Regions from separate parts of the Mus musculus genome. Here region 2 is linked to region 1. A link is a contact called in public Hi-C data. All regions are on one chromosome and are shown on one strand. The core of a region is the stretch at or near the end of the contact, and the rest is flanking DNA. Distances in the headings are between cores, read along the strand shown.

What was found. A called contact is a pair of places that touch in the nucleus more often than the background predicts.
Region 2: a Hi-C map of B cells shows a contact between it and region 1, with 7 read pairs. The contact joins the promoter of Poc1b here to the enhancer-like site in region 1. A contact is called at or near these places in 1 of 484 Hi-C or Micro-C datasets (B cells) and 1 of 115 datasets of contacts at active chromatin or transcription factors (embryonic limb bud).

The regions. Positions count from the first base shown.
Region 1 is chr10:96,327,727-96,334,975 of GRCm38.p6, forward strand. All of the region lies in intron 2 of Gm33782 (a long non-coding RNA gene), which reads left to right. Among named protein-coding and RNA genes, the nearest start is that of Gm33782, 22 kb to the left of the region's middle. Within about 2 kb of position 5,730, at least 117 of the 459 cell types and tissues checked have an H3K27ac peak or open chromatin away from gene starts, as enhancers often do. A contact at or near this core is called in B cells, where this site is marked.
Region 2 is chr10:99,103,554-99,110,791 of GRCm38.p6, forward strand. It overlaps Poc1b (POC1 centriolar protein B), which reads left to right and starts at 3,529. Exons shown (of 12, transcript NM_027740.7): 1 at 3,529-3,670; 2 at 4,239-4,323. The coding sequence starts at 3,656. It overlaps Galnt4 (polypeptide N-acetylgalactosaminyltransferase 4), which reads left to right and starts at 4,582. Exons shown (of 1, transcript NM_015737.4): 1 at 4,582-7,238. The coding sequence starts at 4,862. The coding sequence ends at 6,598.

The DNA.
Region 1 (7,249 bases), core at 4,480-6,979:
CCTTCCAATGCACCACCATCACCCAGGACAGTTTTGGTGGTGGAGGAACCCCAAATATCTATGGGGCAAAGCAGCAAGCCAGGAGTAAGTGTGCAAGCATCTAACTGGAAAGCTACTGTAGCCTTTACATAATTGGCTGGTGCTAGGAGTCTTATCATAAACTTAATTTTTGTCTGCCTCTGTATTGGTGGCCATTAGTCTCATAATCTGGAGGTGCAGATCTGTTGAGGTTGAGGGGAATAACCTGGAGATGCTGGTCTTGTTGAGGTTGTAACCTGGAGACACTATTCTTGTTGGGGACTAGCCTAGAGACTGGAGCTAGGCTTGAGTTTTGTTGGGGGATAACTAGGAAACTAATGCTGGTACCAGCCTGTTAGTTTACCTGAGTTAGGCCAGGTTCTCTAAAATGGAGTCTGAACTTAAAAGATTTGACCTCTCACTGCTTACTTGTTTGCTCTCCATTGCTGGCTTAGCCTGCTTTCTTAAGAACCCAGGGCTACCAGACCAGGGATAAGACCGTCCACCATGGGCTGGGCCTTCCCCCATCAATTAATAGAGAAAATGCCTTATATTTGGATCCTATGGAGCCATTTTCTCCATTAAGGTTCAGGTAACTGTAGCTTGTGTCAAGTTGACAGAGTAGCCAGCACACTAGTCAAGATAAATTGATTTGCTCTATGAGTTAGTCTGTGTAGGTTACAACTAGAAAGAGCAGCTTGCTTTTGCTCCTACAGATATGATATTTGAGTTATTTACCACTTGTTCATTTTCTTTTGCTGTGACAAAATACGACCCAAAGCATCTTACAAAAAGAAGAGTTTATAACAGCTTATGGTTGCATAGGGGCAGACATGGTGGTTGGAACAGGAAGCTTAGAGATCGCAGCTCAGCCATTTACAGGAAGCAAAGAGTGTGAAGTGGAAGTGAGGTAAGGCTATAAACTCTCAAAGCCCAAGCCCAGGGATGGACTTCCTCTAATCGGGCTTCAGTTCTAAAAGTGCTGCAGTCTCCTAAAGTAGCGATGCTGACTGCAGACCACATATTTAAACACAGGGGCTCTTGGGTCACGTCTCTCACCACCAAACTGAAACTGAACTCCTAGGATCCACTCATAAAGCAAACACAGACAGACAAATAAACAACCCAAAACAGAACAACCCCGAACTTTTGGTCTCTAGTGCCATTTCTGATTACTCACAGGTAATAATAACAAAAACAAAAACCAAACACACCTGTTTCCATGGTTGAGAGCAGTCTGGTGTGAGGTCTGAGCCATACGACCTTCAGCCATTCATTGTTAGTATTCTGTAACCACTCAGGTGTGAAAACCTTGAGGAGGCCCCTAAGCGCTTCCCTTACTTTTCCCTCTCCAGCTCTTCCTTTCCCAGCTGGGATTTCTGACCTCTGACCTCTTTGAAGTCCACCAGGGGTTTGGGTTGGGGGGGGGGGGGTTGGGTGAACCAGGGGAAAGCAGGAAGGTACAATAAAAACTTCCAACCTGATTAGGTCTATTATAACCCAGCAGCGGTGTCTCCTGAGCATCTGTCTCTCTCACATTCTTGCTTTTCCTCTCATGGGTGTTTTGATTTTTGCTGTGGTTGTTTCTTCTAAACAATCTCTCTCTTTCCCCACACCACAAGTCATCTTTGTTGGGTACCTTTTTCTTCTACTCTGGATATGTCTTTTCAGGCTAGGTGCTTTGGTCTTTGTTATACTCTTGGCTTCTGGTGGTTTATTCCCTAAAGCAGTGGTCTCAATCTTCCTAACGCTGTGACCCTTTTCTACGGTGTCTTGTGTTGTGATGACCTCCAACCATAAATTGTTTTTTGTTGCTCCTTCATAACTGTAACCGTCTACTGATGTGAATTGTAATATAAATACTTTGGGAGATAGAGGTTTACCAAAGAGGTCTCCACCCACAGGTTGAAAACCACTGTTGGAAGGTTCTATGGTACCCTTACATAAAATTTCTTCCAAAATGACCCAATCTACCTTTCCTGGAAAAAGTCCTCATTTTTCTCCACCAAATTTTGGAAGTATTGCTTACTGACAACATAGCCCTGTTCCTGCCATGAGAAAGGAGCCTCTTTACTCATTGATCCTGTGTGTTTGATATGAATCAAACATTAGGAGCCACCGCCCTTAAAGTACGGAAAACACATACAGAGCTCTCCGGGAATTTTTGTTTTTCCTGATGTGTTTTTCAATGGTTATGTGAAAAAAGAAAGGTACCTGTTTGGGTGGGGCTTGAGGAGGAGGACACTTGCTGAATCTATAATGCATTCCAAAGAAAGGCTTGTTTCAGCTTCTAAGTCACTATTGCTAGGGTGGAAGTTGAGAATCTGATAACAGTGGTTGAACCATTTTCATGGACTCCTCTCACAGTGCTTCTCATCCTTCTCAAAGATGTGACCCTTTAATACAGTTCCTCCTGTTATGGTGACCTCCAACCATAAAATTATTTTCATTGCTACTTCGTAACTATAATTTTGCTACTGCTATGAATAGTAATATAAGTATCTTATATGCAGGATAACTGATATGTCACCCCCAGAGGGGTTGAAACTCACAGGCTGAGAACCACCATCCTAGTCGGTCCATCTACCGGTGAGCTATCAGTTTGTTTTAGAATGAGGGACTAATGGATGGAGAGATGGCTCAGTGGCTAAGAGCGCTGGCTACTCCTCCAGAGTACCAGGCTCAATTCTGAACACCCACATGGAAGCTCGCACCCTGTAACTTCAGTTCCAGGAGGTTCGACACAAACATATAGGCAGGCAAAATATCAATGTACAGGAAATAAAGATAAACATTGAGGATGCAATGAGGGAGTCCTTGACACCAGCTTTGTTAGGGGCTCTTCCAATGCATCTAGACCTAAGAAATGCCCCGTTGCTACATTCTTTTGTCCATGATTTAACATTCTCACTTTACACTAGAATTTTATTATGAGAAATAGAACAGATGGCAAGAAGAGCTAGAGGTGAATAAGAACCAGAAGGAGACCTAAGGCTGATACTTACTCGGGTTACTTATAATGCACACAGCCTACAAAGTAAGGGAGAGCAAAAACCCTGCAAGTATATGACTTTTATGCTTCATTTATTAGTTTCATGTGGTGAGTTTTATGGCCTTTAGAATGTGGACAGAGATTGAGTTTCACTTTTAAAAGGAGTACTTTGCTCTGTGGTCCAGTGCATGACCATCAGACAACAAATTAATTCTCCCCATAAATACTTAAATGTGCTTCAGCTCGCACTTCTCCTTCGTCTTTTGTTGGGTTTGACTTTTGTAACAATACCCATTGTGCCCAGTGAGTGTCTGCTGTCAGCTGGCTCTTAATGAACCTGAAAGGCATTGAGGTCCCCAGCAAGCCAAGATGCTGAATAGTGGAGTCTCAGTTGAGAAAAAAAGAAAACAGCCCATAGCAAATGTTTGTTCTCTGATTCATTGTCACAGATCGATCGGCTGTACATTTTCAACAACTTAAAAAAATGAGGACGCCCAAAGTTCTTAAAACTTTCTAGAAATGGTTAATGTAGCATTTGTGGACCATGGTTGTATGTTAGGAAAACCCAAGAAGTGTTTCACTTCCCCAGTGCCCTGGCTACAAACTTCTCTAATTCAACCAGAATCTTTGTGTTTAGACCTGTGTAAGTCCTGTGTGTATGTATATACATTCCTGTGTGTGTGAAGATGTGCTTGTATATATCCTGCCCATGCATTTCAGCATCTGCCCTAAATCATCACAGCAATACACTGGTTTTGAAACACGATCTCTCAATGAACCTACAGCTTGAGGATTCAGCAAGAGCGGCTGGCTGTCCAACAACCTTCGGGGGATTTTCTTTGTCTTTGTCTCCCCTGTGCTAGAATACCCATATAGATTATTGTCTTGCCTAGTTTTATGTAATCTTCACACAAGCTAGAGTCATTGGAGAGAATGCTTCCTTTAGATCAGGCTATAGGCAAGCCTGTAGAACATTTTCTTAATTAGTGATTGAATGTGGAAGGGCCCCGTTGTCGTTGATTACCACCCCGGCCTGGTGGCTCTGGGTTCTAAAAGAAAGTAGGCTAAGCAAGCCATTGGAAGCAAGGCAGTAAGCACTACCCATCTGTAGCCTATGAATCAAGTCCTTCCTCTGGGTTCCTGACCACTTGGAGTTTCTGCTTTGGCTTCCATGGACTCTGATTCAGGATGTGTACGTCAAATAAACCCTTTCCTCCCCGAGTTGCTTTTGGTGGTAGTGTTTCACCAAAGCAAGATTAACTCTAAGGCAACTGTCTTATCACTTCTCACAGGGGCTCTAGGCATCCAAACTCAAGTCCGCTTGCTTGTATAGCAAGCACTTTAACAACTAAGCCATCTCCCCAGCCAGCACTTTAACAACTAAGCCATCTCCCCAGCCCCGTGCACTGGGATTTTTTTAAACACTCGCGCATTCTAGACTGCTCATTCCCTTCTGTTTAAAGGAATAGCTCCATTATCAGAAAACAATAATTCAACTCTTATGAAATCCCATCCATGGACATGTTAAAGAGATGTGGAAAGGGCTTTGTTCAAGTTACACACACATTTTTACCTGCCCGCTATCACTTTAAAACTTGGATGGATCTTCATTTAAAGAAAAGGGAAGTCCTGATAAAAATGGTAGTGTGCAGTGCCTCTTAAAACACTAGCACTTCAGGACCTTGTCACTGGCTTATCTGAGGGACAAAGAGCTGGTGCAGACTCTTTAGAAGGGGCTATAAGCTTTCTGGTTCTCCACAGACCCTTCCAGTCCTCAGCCTGTTCCCTACCAGGCAGCACTCTGGATATCTGTTTTTGACTCAGTTCACAGAAGTCTGTCAAAGCTCAGGTTCCTTTGTCTCTTCCGTATCCCACACAGGAGATTCAGCATGTGCCAAAGAGCTGCCTTTGACCTGAACGCTCATGCCATCCCTTCACGTCTCTGGTATTGGAAAGGTTATCAGGTTCCTCTCTGAATTCTACTCCAGCTCCTTTCCCCCACCCCAGAGGCTTTGTTCTGTGCTTTTGCTTTAAGAATGAAGACAAAGCCTGACGATACATCTATTCTCCTAAGACTCTAGTTCCTCAAGGCTGAGTGCCAGCTCCCTGATTTGTTTCCCGTCCAGAGCTGCGAATACAGAGACCGCCAACAGGGCAAGGCCATTTTGCTAATGACCTTCGTAGGGCTGACTGCACAGCCAGTCAACAGCAGATCTGAAAATAGAACTCAGGACTTTCAAATCATTGTTCTGCTTGCTGGGCTGTATTTCCTCCCATAAGGGCCTGGTTAAGCAACGTCCTGTTTTGCACAAGCAGAAGTCACAATACACATATGAGAAACTGGACTGGACACAAGGATCACAAGACCGCACCCACCCTTAGGAAAGATGGCTCTGTAGCATGAAGCAGTGCGATTTGTTTCTAGTCCTGCCGGTTTGGGTTGCAAGCGGGCTCACAGCTGGTCAAATCATTGACTTTGCAGTATGTGGTGTTTTAGGAATTTTCAGAGTGCCAAGTGTCAGGTATTTGCCTGACAACACACCAAAAAGACATTTATGCAAGTGACAGAACAGTGTCGTAAGGTGGCCACCAGCTTGGGAATCACTGTGTTTGTGGTGCAAGTGCCATGGGAGAACCAGAAGCTTGGTGGCAGATCATTCTTTTAGGGTATTCCTTGTGGCCTGTAGAGGGCAGATTGAAATCGCAGAGATGCCCCTAGGCACTGTAGTCATCCTGGACTTGGAGGCTGAGGCAAGAGGACCTCGTGATCAAGACCAGGCAGTTCCTTTATTACCTCGAGCTGCCTTAAGGGAAGGAAATGGGGTGGGGGTGGGGGACGACGAAACAGAACAAAACAAACAAACAAAATGACTGGAATTGTCAAAAGTCAATCAATAAGGGAGTTTTATTTGGGAGCTGACAGCAGGATTACGTACAGTCCAGAACACAGGTATACAGGTGGCCACTTGCATGTCCTGAGAACAAAGGAAAGCCTGGGGGGTTTTAGCAAGCAGAGAAATCTACACATGAACATACCTGGTCCTTCTCACTGCCTGTGGGAATGGCAAGGTCTGATGGATGGGTGGGGCAGTGGGTAAAGCTAGTTTGAAGATTGTAGTTGGCAGTTACGCTGTTAGCTACTAAATAAATCAAGTCTTGAACATGCCCAGGGTGTTCCTTTGGACTGTTTCTGGAAGATTGGATCTGGAGCAGGCATGTATTGGTATGATTTCCCTTCCTTGCCTCCAGCCCCCGCCCCCCTCCACCTTAGTGGGGTGTGGTAGGAATGCTTACAGAAGGTTGGGGGGTGGTTTACACTTCCTGATGTTCCTTCAAATTGTTGAGACCTCTCTGTTCCATGCTAGCCCACGTAGAGGGCTTGCTAGCCCTTCAGTGATCTTCAGTGTGTTCTTGGAGAGCAGAGCCTGAGGATGCTAGCTGTTTTTGCCTCTCAGTCAAGCTCCTGGCCGCTCCGCAGGACATAACAGAGTGGATTCCAGGACCCTGAACTAGCTGTAGTACGTGAGCCCTGGATCTATGTCTCACACCTGCCAGACTTGAATCGAATGGCTTTGTGTCTTTGCGTCTGTTTGTTAGTCTGTAAGACAGGCGCGGCAACAGCTGGTAAGACCTCGGAGTCATTATGAAATTGAAATGAGTTGTTATTCATGGATTGCTTCAAAAGATTCTAGACAAAGATAATAGGTTTAGTTGTAGGCAATCAATAAACGACCTAGCAACGGGAAACAACTGCAGTTAGCTATGTGGAACAGGCCGAACACACCACAGGACCCTCCTTCCTTCTCTCCTTCTTTAGAGAAGCCTGCTTTATAGTTCAAAAGTGGGCCCTTGAGATCTCATTCCTCATTGCTCCATACTACAGATAGAGCAACTGAGGCACAGGGAAATTAGGTGATTTATTTATGTTTACCCACCAGGCACGTGACAGGATGGAAGGACAGGGCACTGTATGTACTGATGTCACTCACGGTTTTGCCATCGTTGTGCCAGTTTGGTATTTATTTCCTAGGAAAAAACCATAGAGGAAGCTGCTTGTGATGTTCTTCAGATGCTTAGATAGAATCGTTTACAGACACTTTGGAAGCAGCAAAACATGCAGAAGTACCCATGGGCGGTGATGGCAATGACTAATGCACACATGAGGACTCTTACTGCAGCCTCACTTAGCATATCAAACGGCGTTAAAAATAATAATTAGCCTTGGGAACCCAGAACAAG
Region 2 (7,238 bases), core at 2,279-4,778, 2.8 Mb after region 1:
AAAAAAATAACGCAACTTGCAATCATACAAGAGACATCAGGACTTTGTGATTAGAAGGGAGTTGTTGATTGTCTAAAATGTTTTCTCTCTCCCTTTTCTGAGCTCTGTGCATCAGCAGACAGAAACTATGTCTTTGTACTTCAAATGGGAAGATAAGAATCTCTAAAATGATTATGATGATGATTAAATGTCAAAATGTAAACAGGCACTTACATTATAGGATGTGACAATCTTGTCTGCTTTTGTTCCTGGGAATATGGCAAAGGTTTTAAGGTCAATTTTAAGTGATGAGATCGTAATAACTCTTACCTCCACCTATTATTTTAAGTTTATGTTTACTCTGTAAGAAAATCATTCATATATACAATGAACCCATACCCACCCCTCATTTTGGCCTTGAACTTCCCCTAGAAGCCTCCCAATGGTCCCCTCTTGCAGCTTCCCATCTTCATTAATAATCCAAGTCCAGCGGGAGCTGCCCATATGTGCACGGCATGGGGTGGTCCACTGGAGGGTGAGAAAAAAACTAGTAGTTAGAATGATCCATCCTTCCCAGTAGCTACCAACTGCCAATAGCTCCTCAGTTTAGGGGTGGGGTCTAGAGAGCACCACCCACATCCACGCTATGCACCAGCTCCATCTTGTGCAGGTAACTGCAGCTACTACGCATGTGCAATAGCCACATCACAGGCCAGAGACTGCATTTCGTAGCATTCTCTCTAGTTGCTCTTTGGTGATGTTCCTCAACACTTAGGGAGTGTTGATATGGCATGTGATAAAGGTGTCCTGTGTAGGACAAGCATTCACAGACTCTTAGTCCCAGCACTTTGACCAATTGTGGGTCTCTGCACTGACTGCTGCCGACTGTAAAAGGCTGCTTCTCTGAGCAATGTTGTGAGTAGCCCAGGCCTATGAGTATAGACATAAACGCTTAAAAGGCAACTGGACAATGTGAGCATTTAGTATAGTTACAGTGGCAGGCTACAGTCCAGAGCCCATCTCTTCATCTATTTAATGTAAAGCATGTCTATTCATGAACTAAACCAGCAGTCCAGTTTTGTGTGCCACTGACCCTTAAATAGCTTACACAACATTATCGTGGCAACAGAGGACTGATACAAAAGGAACTCAGTGAGTAGCTGTGGAATACCTACCTACCACAGGTACAGGGATGGTTTACAGTGACAAAGAAGGGTGCTTTTATAACCTGCTTTACCTCCTGGCTTTCCGGCTTGCCTACCTTTAACAACTCGTTTGTGATAACTGAAGATTTCAAAATAGTACTCAATTAGAAAAAAAAAACCCTCCGTTTGTCTTTTCTTTGACTTCATCTCTCCAACCTCCTGTCTTTGAATCTGCTATGCCCAATATTAGATGTAGCTATGAGAGATCCAAAAGCCTTGATTTCTGGTTTTAACATTGGAGTATTTCCCTGTGATCAAATATACAAGAAATAAACATCCACTTATTCTGCTGACCTAATGCAAATCTAATCACACAACTTGGTGTGTGTGTGTGTGTGTGTGTGTGTGTGTGTGTGTGTGGCCTATTTATTTGTTCACAATTATCACATAACTTGCATGTATCAAAATTTCATCTGCTTTTATGGCCAAATGCTATTTCTATTATGTACATTTTATTTACCCACTCATTTGCTGGATATTAGTTGTCTCTCGTTTTTGCCTGCTGCTTCTAAGGCTGCAAACTCTAGTGAATACAGATGTTTGGTCCCTGTCTTGCTGGATCATGAGTAAATTATTTCATTTCTGAGTAAATGCCGTACTGTTTTTTCCCACAATTCCATACCACTTTTATGTTTAATTGGCATCCAAAACTAAACATTTTTTTAAAAGGGAAACATAGAATGGCAAAATCACAGGTTGCTGGTACCGATTCTCATTTCATTCTGTCTCTGCCTCATACACATATGAGAAGTGGAGACTGACTCTGTGTGTTCGAGTGCTGGAGATCAAATCCATGTTTTTCTGTGTTAACCATATTCTCTATCCCCGACCTACACCACTGCCCTCCATCACAGCAAGACCCTTAACACATCCCTTCCTCTATTAGAGCAACATTTTCCACGTACACAGCCAAGACTCCTATAGCAAAACCTAAGCAGTTTGTTATACCTGTAGGGCTCTAGGTTCTGCCCCATATATGCTGAATCAGCATCTTTGGCAACTAGCATCAATTATACTAAAACATGAGACTCCTTAAGGTAGAATACAGCAGGGTTGTCGTCTGTTTTTTATTTGCTTAACAGAGTTCATGTAGCTTAGACTGGCATCAAACTCACAGTATAGCCAAGGACAACCTTATGCCTCTGATCCTCCTGCCTCCACCTCCCCAGGGCTATAGTTACTGATGCCAGGTTGTGTTGATGAGGGCGCTGGGAATACAAGCAAGGGTTTAGTTCATTAGGCACTCTCCAACTGAGCTACATCCCAGTGCCAAGTTCTTGAGGGGAGGGAACTATGTTGGCATTCAGGGGTTTGTTTTGTTTATAACAAAGTTTAGCCCTTGGTGTCAAACATATAACAGATATTTAACATCCACCCATGTGTCAAACTAATACGGTATTGCACTTACATAATTGCTATATAGTGGTTAAGACTAAACGCAAATACAGCGAGGGAACCTGTAATTACTACACTTTTTATTTACACACAACATGTACCTTACCAGTTTATCACGACATTCCACTGCCAAGAAGTTGTGTTCCGTATGTAATTTTCAGCTGAGTCTTTTATGCTCCGGGGCAGGGTTTAATGCTGTTGTTTGTTGTCGAGGGGTATGAAGAAGCATCAAAATGTGGCCTTCCATGTACAAACTGCCACCGACAACATTCTCTAGCTTTGAAACCCTGTTGCTGAAGCACAAATGATAGTATGTGTGGGGAAAAAAAAAAGTCTAAAGTGGGGACCGTTATTGTAACCACGTGGTCTAGAAACTTTAAAGTTTCCAAGTCTTCCGACCACTTCAGGTGTGTGTGTGAGTTTAATAAGGCATATGCAAACAAGCGGTTGAGAACAGAATAAATCAAATAGATAATAGAATACTATTGAATAAAGAAAAACAGGGTGAACATGTGAATAAAATATTACCCATCATGTGCTGCCAGCATTTGTATCTATAGTACGTGCAAAACCAGTAATTGAACACAAGGAACTTAGTCCCGCTCAACGTCCTGTTACTGTCTAGCTTGTGCACCCAAGCTCCCCTCTCCGGAGTAGCCGAGTTGGGCGCCGTTCTCTTTAAGGTGTAATAGAATCCTGATTGCATCGATCACCGACTCTCCTCCGCTTCGCCACCACCGATCACATCTCTCTCTCTCTCCAAGTCCCAACCCGCTTCCCGACAACAACCCGGTAGTCCGCTACCTCCGAAGCTCGCGGGGCTCGCTGTGTGCGCGCGCGGCGGACCCCCCGCGGCGCGCTCCCGCCAGGCTCTCGGCTGTCGGCAGCGCGCGCGCGCGCGGCGTCTCGGGGCTCGTCTGGCCACGCCTGGAGCGCGGGCTTTGATTGGGCCGCCGTTGTTGTAGTGACCGGGAAGCGCCCGCACTCCAGTCTGACGGTTCCGGGCGCCGCACGGTCCCCCCTCGTCCCCACCCCTCCCTGGTCCCCCAAGGCCCCGGGCGCCGTCCGCTCCCCGCATGGCCTCCGGCCTGGTAAGGTCCCCGCCGCTACCGGAGCCGATCATCCTTGGGCGGCGGGACCGGGAGGAGGGGAACCACGCCGAGTCTGGCAGGCCTGGGAGGTAGCCCCGAGACCCGGAGCTCCGCAGCTCGCTCACCTCCCCGGAGCGGGACGCCGTGCCCGGGTTGAGCGGTGAGCGCTGCTCCCGGAGAGATCCCGGCGCTCGGGGCTGAGGCGGAGCTGGCTCCGGGACTCGCCGGCTGGGTTCCCGCGGCGCGCCTGCGTCAGAATCACCAGGGAGGTTTAAAGAGCGCGGGAGGCTTCGGCGAGCATCTGCAGCTCGGTGCGGTGGGCGGGTCCCTCGGCGGCTCGCCCTGGTGCCTGGGCTGGGGGTTCCTCCCGATGGTGGGGACCCCTCCGGATGGAAGCTGGGGCAGTGCCCGAGCCTCTCAGCCGGGTTGTAATGCCCACGCCTCTCTCGCTGCCCGCTGATGCTGCGGGGTCCTCCTCTTCGATCCCGGGGGACAGGCAACGTTGACGTCTGATGTCGAGAGCTGGAATTCTGCACCTGCTTTCAAACCTAACAACTTTCCATCCTAGGAGGATCCGATTCTGGAACGTTCTTTTAAAGGTCACAAAGCTGCCATCACCTCCGCTGACTTCAGCCCCAACTGCAAACAAATTGGTAAGTTGTTTTTGTTTTTGTTTTTCCTTTCTTTCTTCTTTCCTTTTCTGACAGTAACCAAAGCTCACTTGGCAGAAAGCCTTTCTTCCATCCCTGCCTGAGTGAGCCAGGCGCGATGGGATGTACCCGGCCACTCTGGGTCCCTGGGTCTTTGCTGGGTAAGGACTCGACTGGTCCCGGCCTGACAGACAACTTTCGTGAACTAACCACCAGGAGGAGTGAGTGGGAAGGGGAGGGGTTTGTGATCGGCCCGAGGAGGGTGGAGTATTGGCTGGAGAGTTTGTGAAAAGTTCTGAGACGAGCAGGAGGAAGTGGGGACCGACCAGTTGAGCACCACCAGAGGCCGGGGAGCGAGGGGGTCTCAAGTGACCCCTGGGAAACTCCGGTGTCGGAAAGGAGCCGAGCGCCTACATGAAAGGAGGAACCTTCTCGGAAGTTCGCCCCTACCTGAGCCGGGAACTCCAGCTTCAGGATCCGCGGCGCTTTCCCCGCGTGCTGGCTCGGTGGCCGCGTCTACACACGACCCGTGAGGATCCGGATGGCCGTGAGGTGGACCTGGGCAGGCAAGAGCTGCCTGCTGCTGGCCCTTTTAACACTGGCTTATATTCTGGTGGAGTTCTCAGTCTCCACTTTGTATGCCTCTCCAGGAGCCGGCGGTGCCAGGGAGCTGGGGCCAAGGCGGCTCCCGGACCTTGATACAAGGGAAGAGGATTTGTCTCAGCCTCTTTATATAAAGCCCCCTGCAGATTCCCATGCTCTTGGGGAATGGGGGAGAGCAAGCAAACTCCAGCTCAACGAGGGGGAACTGAAGCAGCAAGAAGAACTTATTGAGAGATATGCCATCAACATTTACCTCAGTGACAGGATCTCCCTGCACCGCCACATAGAGGATAAAAGAATGTATGAGTGTAAAGCCAAGAAGTTCCACTACAGGTCGCTCCCCACCACCTCCGTTATCATCGCCTTCTATAACGAAGCCTGGTCCACTCTGCTTCGGACCATTCACAGTGTTTTAGAAACTTCTCCAGCTGTGCTTTTAAAGGAGATCATCTTGGTGGATGACTTGAGTGATAGAATTTATTTGAAGGCGCAACTTGAAACTTACATCAGCAACCTGGAGAGAGTTCGCTTGATTAGAACCAATAAGAGAGAGGGGCTGGTCCGGGCCCGTCTAATTGGGGCCACTTTTGCCACCGGGGATGTCCTCACTTTCCTGGATTGTCACTGTGAGTGTAACACTGGTTGGTTGGAACCACTTTTGGAGAGGATCAGTAGAGACGAAACCGCAATCGTATGTCCTGTCATCGACACTATTGACTGGAACACTTTCGAATTCTACATGCAGACCGGGGAGCCCATGATTGGTGGGTTTGACTGGCGTTTGACCTTCCAGTGGCATTCTGTCCCCAAACATGAAAGGGACAGGCGAACGTCAAGAATTGACCCCATCAGGTCCCCCACCATGGCAGGAGGACTGTTTGCTGTCAGCAAGAAGTATTTTCAGTACCTGGGCACCTATGACACTGGCATGGAAGTCTGGGGAGGCGAAAACCTTGAGTTGTCTTTCAGGGTTTGGCAGTGTGGCGGCAAGCTGGAGATCCACCCATGCTCGCACGTGGGCCACGTGTTTCCCAAGCGCGCGCCCTATGCTCGCCCCAACTTCCTACAGAATACCGCGCGGGCGGCCGAAGTGTGGATGGATGAATACAAAGAGCATTTCTATAACCGAAACCCCCCAGCTCGGAAAGAGGCCTATGGCGATCTTTCTGAAAGGAAGTTACTAAGGGAACGGCTGAAATGTAAGAGCTTCGACTGGTATCTGAAAAATGTGTTCTCTAACTTACACGTCCCCGAGGATAGACCTGGCTGGCACGGAGCCATCCGCAGCATGGGCATCTCTTCCGAGTGCTTAGATTATAACGCTCCCGACAACAACCCTACGGGGGCTAATCTTTCGTTGTTTGGATGCCACGGTCAAGGAGGCAATCAGTTCTTTGAATATACTTCAAACAAAGAAATCAGATTCAATTCCGTGACTGAATTATGTGCAGAGGTCCCCCAACAAAAGGATTATGTAGGGATGCAAAACTGCCCCAAAGACGGGCTCCCAGTTCCAGTGAACATCATTTGGCATTTTAAAGAAGACGGAACGATTTTTCACCCTCACACAAGACTGTGTCTTAGTGCTTACCGGACAGCCGAGGGCCGACCTAGTGTCCATATGAAAACGTGTGATGCCCTTGATAAAAACCAGCTCTGGAGGTTTGAGAAATAGGCTAGCAGCAGAGCGCCTTCTCTTCGGGAGCTGACAGTAGCCTCCGGAAAGTCACCGTGCCCCAAGATGACTGTATTTTACCAGAAGTCACCTGGCAGCTGTCTGTAAGAACACTGGAAAGCCGTGGTTCATCTGGGGATATCACTCTGAAGCTGGGTACACAGAGCACCGCTGCTCAATATCTCAAAGTGCCTTCTTTGCTCTCGGGTTGTTTTATTTAAAAGCTTTGTCAATATGGTCTCCTGCAACTCCTTAAAGAAAGCTGCTGTGAACTGAGATACACAAAACACTGAAGTATGGGTGTAGCTTAGCAGTAGAATGCTTAGCTAGCATGTGCAAGACCCTGAGTCTGACCCACAGCACCACAAACTACATGCAAGACTTAATATTTAGAACATAAAAGTCCAGACAAAATGGGGTATGATTCATTCTGATTTGTAAATTCATTGCATGTACTTTTCTTTCTTCTTTTCTTTTCTCTTCTTTTCTTTATCAAAACATGTGAATGTGTAATTAGAACTATTACTTTCTGATTACATTCTTTCAGCCAGCACATTACATTTTAGGTTTTTAAAAACCAACTTGTCTTTGGTAAAATAAAAGTTGAAGAAATTTGATCTTGAGGAAAAGGCCTGGGGTT